Linked DNA regions of Mus musculus: region 2 is linked to region 1. Evidence: chromatin contacts called from public Hi-C data. All regions are on one chromosome and are shown on one strand. Each heading gives the region's core, a stretch centred on a gene start, on an enhancer-like site or on the middle of the called end of the contact. The rest is flanking DNA. Distances are from core to core; before and after follow the strand shown. Region 1 has its middle 200 kb from the start of Mir3961. Region 2 overlaps Mef2c (myocyte enhancer factor 2C).

Evidence for each region. Hi-C and Micro-C count contacts between places; a contact is called where the count stands out from the background.
Region 2: a contact with region 1 is called in a Hi-C map of B cells, with 3 times the contacts expected there. The contact joins two enhancer-like sites. A contact is called at or near these places in 4 of 15 datasets of contacts at CTCF or cohesin (the NIH/3T3 cell line, large pre-B cells, pro-B cells and 1 more), 15 of 484 Hi-C or Micro-C datasets (B cells, CD4 T cells, the HPC-5 cell line and 10 more), 1 of 115 datasets of contacts at active chromatin or transcription factors (large pre-B cells) and 1 of 9 other capture datasets (embryonic stem cells).

What each region holds. Positions count from the first base shown.
Region 1 is chr13:82,495,493-82,498,097 of GRCm38.p6, forward strand. No RefSeq gene overlaps it. Among named protein-coding and RNA genes, the nearest start is that of Mir3961, 200 kb to the right of the region's middle. Within about 2 kb of position 1,294, at least 1 of the 459 cell types and tissues checked has an H3K27ac peak or open chromatin away from gene starts, as enhancers often do. A contact at or near this core is called in B cells, where this site is marked.
Region 2 is chr13:83,653,876-83,656,480 of GRCm38.p6, forward strand. It overlaps Mef2c (myocyte enhancer factor 2C), which reads left to right. Exons shown (of 11, transcript NM_001347575.1): 8 at 723-746; 9 at 1,632-1,761; 10 at 2,342-2,477. It overlaps Gm52044 (a long non-coding RNA gene), which reads right to left. Exons shown (of 3, transcript XR_003950630.1): 3 at 1-2,605. Among named protein-coding and RNA genes, the nearest start is that of Gm52044, 7.1 kb to the right of the region's middle. Within about 2 kb of position 1,291, at least 40 of the 459 cell types and tissues checked have an H3K27ac peak or open chromatin away from gene starts, as enhancers often do. A contact at or near this core is called in B cells, where this site is marked.

The sequences.
Region 1 (2,605 bases), core at 44-2,543:
AGGATCTCTCCAGGAGAACATGGAGCTGCCCTTTCAACTAGTCTCAGTGAGCTGGATATCAAGCCCTGGAAAGGCCTCTCCAAGCACATGCTCCCCTGCTGCATTTAAGTCTCAGTTAACAGACATATCCAGCCATACTTGAAATGTTGTACATACTAGGAATATGATCTCATGCCGCAATTACTTTACATACTGAGCTGTCTTCACAAACCCAAGATATGGTATTTCTTGAGTACTACAATGGATAGAAGACGACAGAATAATGATATAGCTAACAAAACTAGTGTTGTAAAGGTTTTGACTACATTCTATAAATTAATATAATGTTATATGCATAAATGAGCATCAAATGCAACAACAGAAATAGTAACTAAAAGGAAAAGCCTACATAATTTAGACTGAAGGAGTATAATCTCAGATGAGTGATCAGAAATGTGGGAAAGAAGTTACTAAACAGGCATTTCTTTAATCAATATTTATTGAGTAAAACATTAATAATATTTGATGGGCTTAGAAGCTTATTATCATTGAAATTCATGGCATGTTTTTCAAATCTTAATTTTGTCCTGGAAAAGGAGCAAAGGAATTTAAAATAATTAAGTTATAGTAATTTAGGAGTATGGGTTTAAGTTTATGGCACAGGCAAGACTCTACATATTTTTGTTCCCTAAAGTCGCATTCAAGTGGCCCATGGAAGTTTGTGTTTTTATAGTAGATTATCCAGCTGATTCCAAAGTGCGTACCTCTTTCTTCCTCTACCTCAAAGAATTCTAAAGCACCATGAAACATTTCATTACAGTAGATACAATGCAGTCTAAGTAAAATAATCTTACCTGTGGACATTTTTAAACCTATAAGGATAAAATCAAGAGAAGTCTACCCTAGTCATTAAGTCCTAAATTTAATGGTATGATTCTGTAGTACTTTTTGATAGACTCTCACAGGGCATAAGTATATCAAATGCCCAGCTTTTAAGAACTATAACTTAATCATTAATATATTCATAACTGGATTCTCTAATTTCTGTGTTTCTTATTCTATTGCCTTAAAACTTCTTGTGGTTTCTTCCATGTCAATTTCTGGGATGTAAATCTTTATCATAGGGTATATTTTTTTGGTTATAAACTGAGACAACTACACCACTGTTACCTCTAGAAAGTATGTCTTTAGGATGTGGTACGGGGATCAACCCCACCTAGCAGAGGCAAGGACATGATGGTAAACTGTAAGTAATTGTGAAACTTTGAAATAGAAATGACCTGAGAGTTTCAGGTATTTGAACACCTGGTCACCAGTTGGTGGTACTGTTGGGACAGTTATGGGGAGCGTGAAACATTGGTAGAAGGAGTAAGTCACCATAGGACAGGTTGGTTCTTCTGTTTTTGTTTTTTTTCTTGGTTTTGTGTTTGTAGTTGAAGAAGAGATCTCTGAGTTTTCTGCTCCAGCTGCCTGCTGCTGTGCCTCTTCTGCTATTATGAAATGCCTCTGAGACTTGTGAACAAAAATGAAGTCTTTCTTGTGTAACATGCTTTTGGTGACAGCATTTTATTAAATTAACAAAAAGTAATGATTACAGATGCTGCTGTCAGAGAGTATGCCGTTGCTATGAAAAACTAACATGAACTAACGAGTATCTCAAGAGCTCCCTAGGACTAAATCACCAACCAAAGGAAACACTTGCTGGGACTCATGGCTCTAGCTACATATGTAGCAGAGGATGGCCTAGTTAGTCATCAATGGGATGAGAAGCCCTTGGTCCTGTGAAGGTTCTATGCCCCAGTATAGGGGACTACCAGAGCCAGAAAGAGGGAGTGGGTCCGTTGGTGAGCAGGAGAAATGGAGGAATGGATAAGGGGTTTTTGGAGAGAGAACTAGGATGGGAGATAACATTTGAAATGTAAATAAAGAAAGTATCTAATAAAAAAAACTATTAATGATGGTTTGAAGCTTTAAAATAGAAAGAGAGTGGAACAATTGTTCCAAAAAAACCAGGAGGGTCTTGTGCCAGCAGGAACAGGGACAAAGGAAACCTGCCCAATAAGCACTGGGGATGCTTTGGGTCTGTGCCATCCCTGCCCCATCTTGGGCACAAACTAGGAAGGCCCAAGCACATCCAGGATCTTGGGATCACTGAGACCAGTCTACAAAGGAGAGAACATGGGTGGCAGAAGCAATAGAGCTTCTTGGACAGACTCCCTTCAGGCCTTCTTCCTCAGCCAGGAGGCAGAGCTGAGATCCAGACCCCTGGGCACCTTCCCCATAAGGGGAGAGTTGGACTCCAGGGATGGCACTGACTCCGGGACTCAGGAGGTGGATCTGAGCTCCAGACTTCTGTGCACCTTCTCTGGAAGAGAGCTTGCCTGCAGAGAGTGCACTGACCACTGGGACTCAGGAGAGAGTTGGAATCCTAGGAGTGCTGACAGAGGCTAAAGAATCATAGGAGGAACAAGTTTCAGCCAGAGAGATCTACAACATCTAACCCCAGAGATTACCAGGTGGCAAAAGGCAAATGTAAGAATCTTACTAACAGAAACCAAGGCCACTCGTCATCATCAGAACCCAGTATGCCTAACACAGTGAGTCCTGGATACCCCAACCAACCCGA
Region 2 (2,605 bases), core at 41-2,540, 1.2 Mb after region 1:
AACATTTCCTTCTGTTTTGCTTTGTTTTAGAATTCTCTGTTCTGTGCCATGCCTAGGAGTGAAATAGTCCTGTGAACTGATTGTTTATTATATATTCATTTTGTGCATTTAGCTAAAATCAAATAACATGTGACATTTCCTTTAGAAAAGCCTGAGTCTAAGAAATAAAACCTCCCACAGTGATGCTGTGAGTGTGGGTCAGGCAGGGCACACAGTGTCTCTCATCACATTTATCCCATATCCCTTAAAACTGACACATTCCCATGGATCAGCCCCCCCTTTCTCTCTCTCTTCTCTCTCTTTCTCTCTCTCTCTCTCTCTCTCTCTCTCTCTCTCTCTCTCTCTCTCTCTCTCTCTCGCTCTCTCTCTCTCTCGCTCTCACTCTCGTCATGTATGACTCCCTTTTCCTCTAGCAAGTAGGGTTTAAAGTAGATTCCTATTATCTTTTTATCAAAGTATGGGGCACAACAGTAAACAGAGAGACAATGACCTGTGCTGCAAACAAGATAGACAGTCTTCAGGTTTGAGACAAGGAACACCTCACTAAGAGAAACAAAGAATGTCTTTGTTAAGGAGTTGTCTTTGGCATCCCGTGTGCCAAGCTGTTTAAACTGTTGCGTCTATCAGAAGATGCATCTCCTTTTGCTAGAAAGATTTTCACAGTTATAAATATTTACAGACACTAATTAATAAACTCCTTCCCTCCTTCCCCATGCTCTCAGTCTGAGGATGTGGATCTGCTGTTGGTAAGTGGGAAGGACTCGTCCCTTGAAGGGCATGCTCGGGAAGATAACAGAACTACCTCAGTGAAAGGTGCTAGCTGTGATCAAACAGAAAGATTTTAAAACTTACCTCAATAAATGAGGGTACTGATTATGCTTAAACACCATTAATTTCTAGGATCATTGACAGCCTGTGGAAAGCATAGCTGGTTTTTGTAGGCCTTTTTCCTCTGTCCCCACCTTTTACCTAAAGACCATGTTTTAAATATTAAGACTGAACTTACTCTAAAATAGAAACACAAAAATGCATCTTTAGCTATTAAATAGTAAGACACTTATTCTTTCAAAATTTAAAATACCAGGATTTTGAGCGTAAGCATCCTTTACCTCCTGGCTATTAGGAGTTAAATACTGGCATTAGCTACTTTGCCATCCTTTTGCAAGGAAGTCGAAGCAGAAGAAAGTGGTCATAGCGCCACCTGCTGGCCATAACATAGCCTGAATCATATCTATCAGCTCTGCTGTACATAGAACTGATCACAAAACCCACTATGGTTGATTTTAATTTTTTAATTTGCATTTGAATAAAACTGAAACAATAGCAGTACAGTATACATATTTCATCAGTTCTCAACGTAGTCTGTTTTTACCCATAATAAAGCTATGGTACTTGTTACTAGTTCAGTTGCCTAGGAGATACTGATGTAATGGGTTACTATGGCAACAGCTGGTCTCTTGAAGGATTGTAAATGATAGGGTTGGCAGAGTTCATAGAGACACATGTTAAATGATTAATTTCATGAGCTTTGTACCAACTTATTTCTTTATGTGAAAAACTAATAGTGAGACCTAATATTTTTAACTTTTTAAAATCTGCCACCAATAATGTCTTTTTATTTACTTTAAAAGAATCAAAGGATAAATAACTCCCAGTCGGCTCAGTCATTGGCTACCCCGGTGGTTTCCGTAGCAACTCCTACTTTACCAGGACAAGGAATGGGAGGATATCCATCAGCCATTTCAACAACATATGGTACTGGTGAGTAGCTTTGCTATGTGCAAATATTACAGTAAACACTTTAAAAAGCATATTTTAAAAGTTATTTTCTTTGCCCTGTTGGGAGCTCGTGTGGGGCCTGTGTCCAGAATGCATGGTACAAGCACCTCTGTCTTACTCAGTGATCTACAGTGCTCCTTTTTAAGTGATGGGAAGTTTTATTTACTCAAATCGAATTCAATATTTCAAAGAAACTGAGCTACTGTCTCTTTAATGTAGTAGAACACTCACTTTCTTGAAGATTTTTAATGTAAAACCTATTTCTAGATCATAAAATATATAGATCCTTTACACTTTTAAACAAAGCTAGTATAATGTGCTAACATTTCAGGATCTATTACTGTGGATCTAGTGTGACATCCTTACTCAGATGGATAATATTTTTTTTTTCTTTTTAAATTCAAATTATCCGTGGTGTTTTATTTTCTTCTTTTCCTAAATCAAAAAACTTTGATTCAAAGTATGTTTTAGAGGTTGAAACTGTGTGATTTTGCTTACCATTTGACAGTCTAATTGTCTCTCTCTCTCTCTCTCTCCTTGCCGCTCCTTCGCTCCCATCTAGAGTACTCTCTGAGTAGCGCAGATCTGTCATCTCTGTCTGGCTTCAACACTGCCAGTGCGCTCCACCTCGGCTCTGTAACTGGCTGGCAGCAGCAGCACCTACATAACATGCCGCCATCTGCCCTCAGTCAGTTGGGGTAAGCAATAGTTATGTCTTTATTTCATAATCAGAGACTGTATCTTTTACATGATAGAAGTCTGTCTTCAACAATGCGCTTTCATGTCCATTAAAGGGCATAACATTTGATTGCTGGGAAAGCCACTT